Regions from separate parts of the Sus scrofa genome. Here region 2 is linked to region 1. Evidence: chromatin contacts called from public HiChIP or PLAC-seq data. All regions are on one chromosome and are shown on one strand. The core of a region is the stretch at or near the end of the contact, and the rest is flanking DNA. Distances in the headings are between cores, read along the strand shown. Region 1 overlaps RUNX1 (runt related transcription factor 1). Region 2 has its middle 440 kb from the start of RUNX1.

The links. HiChIP or PLAC-seq counts read pairs in DNA pulled down with a chosen protein or histone mark.
Region 2: an H3K27ac HiChIP or PLAC-seq map of alveolar macrophages shows a contact between it and region 1. The contact joins two enhancer-like sites. A contact is called at or near these places in 2 of 2 datasets of contacts at active chromatin or transcription factors (alveolar macrophages and skeletal muscle).

Annotation. Positions count from the first base shown.
Region 1 is chr13:198,617,400-198,622,645 of Sscrofa11.1, reverse strand. All of the region lies in intron 1 of RUNX1 (runt related transcription factor 1), which reads left to right. Among named protein-coding and RNA genes, the nearest start is that of RUNX1, 15 kb to the left of the region's middle. Within about 2 kb of position 3,080, at least 24 of the 83 cell types and tissues checked have an H3K27ac peak or open chromatin away from gene starts, as enhancers often do. A contact at or near this core is called in alveolar macrophages and skeletal muscle, where this site is marked.
Region 2 is chr13:199,073,575-199,078,749 of Sscrofa11.1, reverse strand. No RefSeq gene overlaps it. Among named protein-coding and RNA genes, the nearest start is that of RUNX1, 440 kb to the right of the region's middle. Within about 2 kb of position 3,494, at least 20 of the 83 cell types and tissues checked have an H3K27ac peak or open chromatin away from gene starts, as enhancers often do. A contact at or near this core is called in alveolar macrophages and skeletal muscle, where this site is marked.

The sequences.
Region 1 (5,246 bases), core at 1,831-4,330:
ATAAAGCATATGTCTGTGCTACCATACTCATGTAATTATAGTATGTGCAGTGTACAACCATCCCCAAGATAGACATTAAAATAAAAAAAATTAAAAGGCTAGTGTTTTGATTTGTTTTGTTTTGTTTTGTTCTGTTTTTTTGCACTGGTCAGGCCCACCAGCTTTTTACAGGCTAAACCCTCTCCTCTGTGCAGACACATCAAGTAGACAATTTACATGGATCCCATTGCCCCAAAGAACTGCATTAGGTGTGTGTTAGGAATGAACACACCTCCATGAGCACCTCATTTTTTTTTTTTTTTTTTTTGGTCTTTTTAAGGTTGAACTCTCAGCATGTGGAAGTTCCCAGGCTAGGTGTGGAATCGGAGCTATAGCCGCTGGCCTATACCACAGCCACATCAATACCAATTCTGAGCCGAGTCTGAGACCTCTGCCGCAGCTCATGGCCATGCCAGATCCTTATCCCACTAAGGGCGGCCAGGTATTGAACCTGTGTCTTCATGGATACTAGTCAGATTCATTACCGCTGAGCCACAGTGATAACTCCAAAAACCTCAGTTTGATTAAGAGATCTCCAGCATCTACACAATTCAGGTCTTGCTGACTGGGACTTAGCTTCTACCAGGAGGCCTTGAGTCCTTCAGCTGGAAGGTCCTCTCGATGTGGAAGCATAAACTCCACTCCAAAAGGAACCATATGTTCTGAGCCCCAGGCCCTCCTCTACGAGCGGTCTTTGATGGGGAGGCCACAATAAGGACAGGCCTGACCAGTGAGTGGGTCAGGGAGCAGGGAACCCAGCACTTTGGGGCCAGGAAGTTGATTTCTACCTCACCACCAGCACGAAACACCTGTCTGAACTTGACCTGCTTCCCCAACTTTGCAGAGCCCAGGTTTCTCATCTGTAAAGTGGGTGTAATGATCCCTACTTTGGATGGTTGTCAAAAGACTTTGAGATAATATACACAAAATAGTGGACACAGAGAGGAGGTCAGTATGTAAGGTAACGGGAAAGTGCCACCAAAGGTGTGGGAAACAGAGGCCGCGAAGGAAAGTCAACTCTGCTAGGCCCAGAACATGGCCCCATAGCGGTGCCAGGAACGAGCACATAGTAGGATAAAGAACCTGGTCTCTTCGCCTCGCCAGAGAGGGGTGCAGAAATGGCCTTAGCCCTCTTTGGTAGAGGGCTAAGCTCAGGAATATTAAAACTGACCATGGCAACAGGTAGTGTTTATTGAGCATATACTATGTGCCACACTGGACCTGCTCCAGACTTTTTCTGGTGTTACCTCATTAAATTCTTCACACAAACCTGTGAGCAGCTAATCTCATGACTAATCCTATTGATTGAGGGGAATGTGGCATATAGAGATTAGGACAGCTGCCTGAGGTTGGGCTGCTGGTAAATGAGGGACCCAGGTCCAAATGGCGGATGCACTCTGCAGCCCCCACCTTCTGCTGGCAAGGCAGAGAATGGATGCTGCTCTTTCAGTTTGACCTGCTAGAGAGCTGAGCTTTATGGAGCTAGAGACTTGCCAAGGTCCCTGTGATCAGCAGGCGATGCTGTGTGGGGCTGATCCTTGGGTGACCTCAAGCTGGGGCCACTGTCCACTGTCAAGTCCATTTCTTGGACTGCAATGCATCCTCTGGAGGCTTCCGGTGGCTTTAGGTCCCCACTGTTGGTATTGATGCCTCCCCGGCTCACTAATTTCATGCTCATAGCCCCTACCCATCAGAGCTGCCCCCAAGGGAGACATTCTGGTGGTTCCAGGATTGTCTACAAAAGATGTTCTCCAAGCCAGCAGAGCTCAAACTGAAATGAACATCAAAATCACCTGTTCCCAAGATGATGATGAGATGCTGGCTGGGAGGTGGGAGTTTGGGGAGACCATGCCTAAGTCTTTCTTTCCAGCCAACTCATCAAATTTGTCCATCTGAGATAAGACTGGTTTGATTCAGCAATGTGCTTCCTTAAGAAACCTTAAAGAAGTGCTCACTCTTGGGGTCATATAAGGCTGACCCTGAACTTGCATAACTTGGAGAGACAGCACCAACTTAAATTCTATGTCCTGGGTGCCTCTCTTGCCCCATCCCAGTCCATGTCCTGGGATCCAAGTACAGAAAACCCAGAGAAGGACCCACCCCCAAATTAGGGACCTCATACCCAAGTCCATCCTTTAGGAAGCCAGCAAGCTCCTGGGAGCCAGCCTGTCAGCACCTCGACCCTGGCCAGGGTTTTCAGTGGAGCTCCCAGCAAACCCTCACATCCAGGTACTCCTGTGGCTGGGATAAAAATTCTACCCAGAAGCAGCTGATTCAGCTGTGACAACAAAAGTGGCCACATACCCCCCACACACACACAACCCCCTCTCCCCACTGTAACCTGGACCCTCCCACACCACAGGTCCCAGTTGCGAAGCCAGAGACCCACTCACTGGTGGACCTTTGAGGATAATTCTCTCGATCCTTCTGCAGAAACATCTGTAATTTCGAAAGTCCCCGTCACCAGCCTTCTGACATCATTATAAATCCTTTTCTCAAGTAGGTGGGTTTGAGGTTTTCTTTTTTTCCTCTTTAACCTTATTTGTATAAAAGGCATTTTTCATCTGATTAGTCTACAGTGAGTTACCACAGAGGCGCAGAAAGTTCCTTCCCTTTCTCCCTGGGCTCCACGTGGCAAAGGACGCAGTAATTAATTACATTTCCCCCCCTGGAAGCCAGCTCCCAGCCAGGGAGAGTCCCCTGTTTGCCTAGAAGCAGGGAGCCCCGCCAGCCTCTAATTGTTGTTATGCAAACATCTTAATGGGAACAAATTAAAAGGCGCTCGTGCTAATTATTCTTCGCAATAAAAAGTAATAATAAACTAATAAAGCTCCTTTGGAAAGGGGATTCTGTGTTAGCTCAAAAGACTTGCTTTCCTTGTGTGCATCTGACAGGGAAATAAAAACTCTGTAGTGTAAACTGAAGATGATAGCTGGGGAAACTCTTATGACTCAGAAAATGCCCTTCTTATGCTTAGTGAGTGCCGTCTGCATACACCCAGGGCCTGGCCACCCTAGCCCCACTTCTGCAGGCTCTATCTCTCCAATCTCTCTCTTCCTTCTACAGTGCCCCCACCCCGGGCTTCCTTCTCCTCCCTGGACCCCAGCTCCACTTGAACTTTACTCAGGCTTTATTTGGTTCTTTCTGGGGAGGCCTGGCCCCAGGCCCATGCTGACACGCCCACAGTGGGCTTCCCCTGAGGCCAGGGCTTTTTGCCATTTTGTGCTCTGATTTCACCCCCACCGGGTCAGTGTAGAATCCAACTGGTCATTTCCACAGAAGCAGCTGGAGTTTCAAAACAGCCTCCTCTCTCAGCTGCTTTTCTATAAAGACCGCAGAGCCTGAAGGAGTCGAAATCAGACAGGGACTTTGACCCCTGTGGCCTCACATGAGCCTGGAAAACTCCTGTGGCCTAGGCCCTGTGATGGGTTCTGGAAACATCCAGGGCAAGTGACAGGGAGCGCACAGTGGGGGCACAGTGCCTCTGTCCCAGGCTCGTAGAAGGAAAGGTCTGGTCTTCGTGTCAGTTCGGTAATTAAAGTTATGTTGACGTTTGTAAATACTGAAAACATCTAACGTTCTCCCAGAGGCATGTCCCTGCCATCATTTCTTTTCATCAAAAGCTTTGTGAGAAAAGTACACCCCGGAAGCCTCATTTAATTAAAATTTTAAAAGGAGCATGAAGCAAAGATGAGTTAAGAAGGCCACCAGGGGAGTTCCCCCTTGTGGCTCAGCAGTAACGAACCTGACTAGTGTCCAGGACATGGGTTCGACCCCTGGCCTTGCTCAGTGGGTTAAGGATCTGATGTTGCCTTGAGCTGCATCGGCATAGGTCACAGATGCGGCTCAGATCTGGCATTGCTGTGGCTGTGGTGTAGGCCAGCAGCTGCAGCTCCAATTTGACCCCTAGCCTGGGAACATCCATATGCTGCAGGTGCAGCCCTTGAAAGAAAGAAAGAAAGAAAGAAAGAAAGAAAGAAAGAAAGAAAGAAAGAAAGAAAGAAAGAAAGAAAGAAAGCAAGCCAGCCTGCCTCTGGACCACACAGCTTGTACAGCAGAGCCCAGGGGGAGCGGATGCTCTCTGCCTTACCCACTCGCCTCCTGTGACCAGGGCAGAGCCCCTGCGCAAAGGCCAGCTCTGCTCCTGCAGAGTCACCTTGGGGAGAAGACCTCCCCTCTCTGGCATCCCTTTCGCATCTGTGCAGTGTGACTGTGATGACACCACCTTGCGTACTAGCCTGAGGGGGGCCTGGCACAGAACCCTCAGGTGGCTTCTACCCATCATAGAACCTTTCCTTTCTATTTGGCTTGCCTTTTTCCCTTAGACTCCATTCTGCTTGATTTTCCCATTTCCTGTTTACACAGTATGGTAAACCAAATCCAAAATGTGAACCCCAATCCCATCCTTCCTGTGGTCGAGCATGAGCATCTAATGCACCCTTGAGGACTGGCTCATCTTGCTGCTGGTAGTAAATGGCTGATGAGTGGGTGAGGTGTGGGGTGGATGGAAGGAGCCTAGGGCTGACTCCGGGTCCCTACTTGGGCCATGTGTGCCTTGGCACCACGAGCTTCTACTCCCAGTAAAACTAAGAGGCAGAGCCTGAGATCTCAGTTCTGAGAAACGCAGGTGGAGCTCCCGTTGTGCTTAGAGGAAATGAACCCAACACATATCCATGAGGACACAGGTTCAATCCCTGGCCCTGCTCAGTGAGTTAAGGATCCAGCCTTTCCACGAGCTGTGGTGTAGGTCATAGATGGGGCTTGGATCTGGCATTGCTGTGGCTGTGACATAGACAGGCAGCTGCAGCTCTGATTCTGCCCCTCACTCATGCTTTGTTGAGGGGGCCTGTGCGTGGCAGGAGGTATAGCCGTGTCCCCATCCCCACCCACTAGATGCCAGTGGCGCTATCGCTTCAAGACATGACAACGGAAACTGTCTGTAGGCAAGACCCAATGTCCCCGAGGGCTACAGTCACCCTGTTTGAGAAGCACTGCTCCAGAGAAACCTTAGGAACCAGTGCCCTATGATCGCTTCCACCTCCTCATGGGCCAGGAAATAAAAAAGATGTGGCGACTGGACCCCTCCCCAACATATTTGTACCCCTATGCCTAGTTGGACTCTTGCTCCAGCCTCCTTGTGCTGGTTCAAGCTGTCTATAGGAACTAACAGGCTAACAGCAGGGACCTTGAAAGCAGGGTGGTCAGTC
Region 2 (5,175 bases), core at 2,245-4,744, 460 kb before region 1:
TTTTGGTAAAGCGGCAGTTTCAATCAAGCCCTGGGTCATGGCGATGATGGAGATAGACCTGGATGGAAAGGTAGCTGTAGTCTGATGCTCCAGATGAGGTCTTTATTAACAAAGGGTCGCCCCCCCTTCGCTTTCATTATTAATTAAACATTTGCAAAAGCCCTCCTGAAAAAAGTTACGTGGGCAGAATTTGTACTGGGAAGGCGTCAGCCTCTCATAAAATTGACTAACACTTGGACCAAAGATGCGGGGGCAGGGCTGGGGAGACTCAAAGAGTGAGGGGAAACTCCCAGCTCCCCAGCTGTATGTCATGCTTAAAAGCAGGTTTCACCACTGATGAGTGATGAGGTCAGAGAGCAAGACTAATTCTCAGCCTCTGGACGCAAGCAGGGAGCAAAAATGGGCAAGTGTGCGTGCATGTGTGTGCCTGGATATGCAGGTGAAGTACATCTAAAATGTATTTACTCTCTGTTATTTCCAAACACTTAAAGACATATTTTACTCTGCTGGCAAGAAACGATAGGAAATGGAAAGGCTTGGCAGTTTTTATGAATAGCAAGGCTGAAAAGTTATAAGGAAAGAACTCAAGGTGCTTCCCCACTGTATTCCCTCTCCCTAAGGGATTGCGTGGGTTAAGAAATTAATCAAAACCAAGTGCGAACTGCAGTTGAATACAGGGAACTGGTATCTCCTTGGATCCAGCTGTGCATACCGATGTCAAAACAGTAAAAGGATCCAAAAGTCATCTAGGGCTAAAATGAAACTTGGGTCTGTTATTTTTACACAAAGCCAAGGAAGCAAGTCAATTTCAGCTGTTAGGCAGTCTAGGACAATAGTTCTTAAGCACTAATGTGGACAAACAAGAGGTAATAATGAATGAAACAATTGCTGGGACCCGTGTGTCTTCAAGTTACCCTCTCCCTCCCACTAACCAATCTATATACATAAGAGTTACCCTCCCCCAAACACTTCACACACTTTTCCCCCCATCCCTAGAGACCCAGTGACAAGCCACAGGACGTCTATTAGCATGCATTAAAATAAAAAGCATCACTTGGAATCTCTACTTTGGTTGGGGCCAGTCCAGCATCTTTGGGAAGCCAGAATCTGCCAAGTTTATCTCTCTCTCTTGGAATTCAGACATTTAATCAATGACACTGGCTTTGCCAAGGTTGTAAAAAGAAAACAACTCTCAAAGTGCTAACCTTTATTTTGGTCTGGAAAGAGATTCACATGCTTCAGCTGGTGACCAAGATGTAAAGAACCAGGCTCTAATAGCATAAAAAATAATTGTATGAGGGGGCAGGAATAGGTTGCAAGCATGAGTGGCACAGCTAACTTTAAGTTCCTGGTTATTTTCAAAGCCTGATTTTCTCTAAAACCTCCAGTTTCATATTTATTTACTAAGAGCAGTGGGGTTTTCTATACTTTGTACCTACACTAATGTTTATATATATGCACAAAAACTTTTCTACAGGGCAGCTTTACTGTCTTGCATTCCAGCATTTACATGTTTATCATAAAATTCATAGCACAGACACACAAGATGTCCCCAAGAAATGACAAAAGCATCACAGCGTCTTATATTTCAAAGCTCTCTGTCATCACAGCTTACTCTTGGTGGACAGGGATGGCAAATTGCCTGTGTGTCATGCTCAGCATGCAGGAGTACATGTACAAGGGGACTTTACTCGTGGGACATGGAATCCATTCGTCTTAATAGACTCACTGGACATTTTATCATCTTTAAATCTGTGGGATGGGCTATTCCTTTTGCGAGAAGATGACACAGCTTTAGGAAAACAGAGAAAGGAAAATGTAAAGCTTAGAAACATGTGTTGTGCCAGCCCAAGAACGGGTTTTGCAGCCCTGCTAGATGCAGACAAGTCCCTGGTGAGCCAGATCCAATGTCTGAAGCCTTGAGTAGGACTGCGGGATGAAAGCCTGTACCGTGTACTCCACCTATGGGTCTTGTGGGTCCCTCAGCCCTGGGTTTCCAACCCTCAGAGTCAGGAGGATGGCTAGACAAAGTAATGGCACTTCTCTCTCCCACTGACTGAGATTAAATGAAAGCAAGAGATTATGAAGCAATATTTGTGATTTTCTTTGTAATGAAATTCAGAGCATTTCTAAAGGTTCTATACTTCAGTATTTGCTCTGGGCAAAAAGAATAACCAAAAATAATAATGATACTACTACTACTAATTTGGAAGACGTCTTGGCGAGAATCTTGGCACGGCTGTGTGTGTGGCTGCTGGGTTTGCTGCAAAGATTCTATCGGAAACCTGCAGACAGTGGTTTGCCCCCAAAGAAGCCTTGTTGTGACTTACACAAAGAGCGGAGGCTTATTTTTCAATTCAGGGGAATTTTTCCAGGTTAAAAAAAAAAAAAAGAAGGTAAGCATATTTTAACTCTGCCTGATACAAAGGATAGGCTTCTTTTGACATTTATAACCTAAAAAAAAACAAACACAATTTTCAATTTATCATAAACTTAAAGGGAAATATTAGGCCATCTCTTTTGTAAGAGGCAACAAACAAAACAAAACAAAAACAAACAAAAAACAACCAACCAAACCTGAAAGGCCCAGTCAGAGTTTTGTCTCTTAATTTACATGCATTTTCTTCAGCAGAAACCACCTACAGATCCTAACCCAGGTACAAGGTTTCTAGAGCCAACATACCCTGCAGAGAGGTACTGGTCTTGAGTTAACATCTTAAATGGGCAGTGTCACCCATCTGCCTTGGAAGAAGCTTTCCTGATACATGAAACCACATTTTTGTATCAGTTCCCATGAAGACACGCAAACGACTGGAAGCTACATCCCATTTGCTGCAGAGGTTTTGCAATATCTCCTCCGTGGAGGGACTCTGTGGATTCGTGGGAGGGAAATAAAAGGAATGGAAGAAGTGTGGGAAGTTTGTGTTGGGAGAGGCTTGTCTAGCCCGGTAGTGATTAAAATATTATAAATTGTGTTTTGTCTGAGTGGCTCACATGGTTTTCGATGTTATTCCAGTTTAAGGTTGGTTGCTGATGGTGGACGTGGGAGGCAGAGAAGTCAGTGAAGTTCCTAAGATTACAAGGCAAGTGGCCCCCAATCTGGGTGCAGCTTGCCCTCCTTACTCATGAAATGTGCTTTTCCAGGTTGAGCCCAAGACTGTTCAGTGAAGAAGTTTCAGGAGTGGCTGCTTTGGGTGAATGTCAGGGTTTTGGCACTGACTGTGATGCTTTGGCATTGACTCTCTGCTGTGATCATTAACAGTCATGGGTTCAGTCTCTCCTGTTCTATGTGTGTTAACAAGATACAGAGGAAAAATTCACCTTGCTTGTGTTCAGGTTGTGTCCAAAAGGGCTGCAACAGGTCATGTAAACCTCTGGCCCGGGAGGAGTGGAATTTATCAAGAGGTGTTTCTGCAACTCAGAAGCTCTGTGCTTGTGACTGCCCAGCAGGCTGGCAGATGCTGCTGTTTGTCTGTGATGATGAGACCAGCAGCATGTGGTCTGTAATGCAGAGAAAACAGGAAATCCTCCTTCTTACCAAGCAGGCTGTGCAAAAGGGTCTTGCTCTCCTAAGCAATTTCTTTCTTTCTTTCCTTCTCAATCTGCTGCCCCTCCTTCCTCCCCAAGGCTTTAGTTTTGTGACTATAATAAGACCAGTATGGTTTAGATTAACTCTCAAACATTACTGTTCCAAAAAAAGAAGGTAAAATGATAATGGCAATCAAGAAAACATTTTGCAGTCTGGTAGTTTCTTGCAAAGTGAAACAGAGTCTTACCATGTGATCTGGCAATGGTGTTCCTTGGTGTTTACCCAAATGAGCTGAGAAACCTATGTTCACACAGATATTTATAGCAGCTCTATTCATAGTTACCAAAACTTGAAAGCATGTCCTTCAGCAAGTGAATGAATAGAGTGCTATATCCATACAATGGAATAGTATTCAGCAATAAAAATAAATGAAATATAAGCCACAAAAAGACACGGAGGAACCCTACATATGTATTGCTAAGTGAAAGAAACCCCTCTGAAAAGGCTAATACTATATGATTCCAACTCAATGACATTCTTGAGAAGGCAAACTGTTGAAAAAAAGACAAGCAAAATATCAGTGGTTGCCAGAGGTTGAGGGGAGGGAGGGAAGGGTGAGTGAATGGAGCACAAGGGGTTTTTAAGGCAGTGAAACTAATTCTGTATGATACTGTCACGGTGGGCATATAACACCAGACAACTGTCAAAACCCATAAAATATACAGCCCAAAGAATCAACACAAGTGTAACCTATGGACTTTCGTTAATAATAATGTAATATTTTTAGTTGTAACAAACATACCACACACTAATACAAGACGTGAATAAGAGGGGAATATCGTGGTGTGGGAAGGAGTCCATGGGAACGATCTGTACTTTTTGCTCAATTTTTTTGTGAACCTGAAACTGCTCTAAAAGTAGCTATTAATTTAAAAAGAACATTTTGAGAGGTGAAAGGTGGTCAATACAAATAGTCTTTTGCCAGGTGGAATGTGAGCAAGGGGCTCTGGGCCAGGAAGGCTTCTTGGAGGAGGTGCCATTTAAGCTGAGACCTGTACTCGTGGGATGGCAGGGTGTGTGAGGCAAGATCATGAAATCACGAGGCTGGAGCTTAGAGCGAGTGAAGGTGAGAGACTCTACGTGGATCTGGGACAGTAAGTTGGATGTTGAGCATATGGGAGCCTAGAGGACATGGGAAAATTTTCGGTTTTATCCTGAGTTGTAAGCAGGGAGGGCAGCACATTCCCAGACTGTGAGGACCATGTTGCGAGTGGCAGAGGACCTCAGATCTGAACTGGAAGTGGATGAATTCAAGGAGTCCAGGAATTTGAGGAAAACAATATTCCAGTTTGGGGGAAACAGCAGGATTCAGTCCCTGAAAGAATATGGATTTGGGGGGAACTCAGGCTGAGAGGTTTTATCAGAGTCATCTTGTGCTCAGGTGATCCTTATTGCACCTAAGATGCAAAATATGGCTGGATCATTGGTTTTGAATAACTTTTCTATTTTCTTTCTTTTTCTTTTTTTCTGCTTTTTAGGGCCACACCCACGGCCTATGGAGGGTCCCAGGCTAGGAGTCGAATTGGAACTACAAATGCCAGCCTACACCACAGCCACAGCAAGGCAGGATCCGAGCCACATCTGTG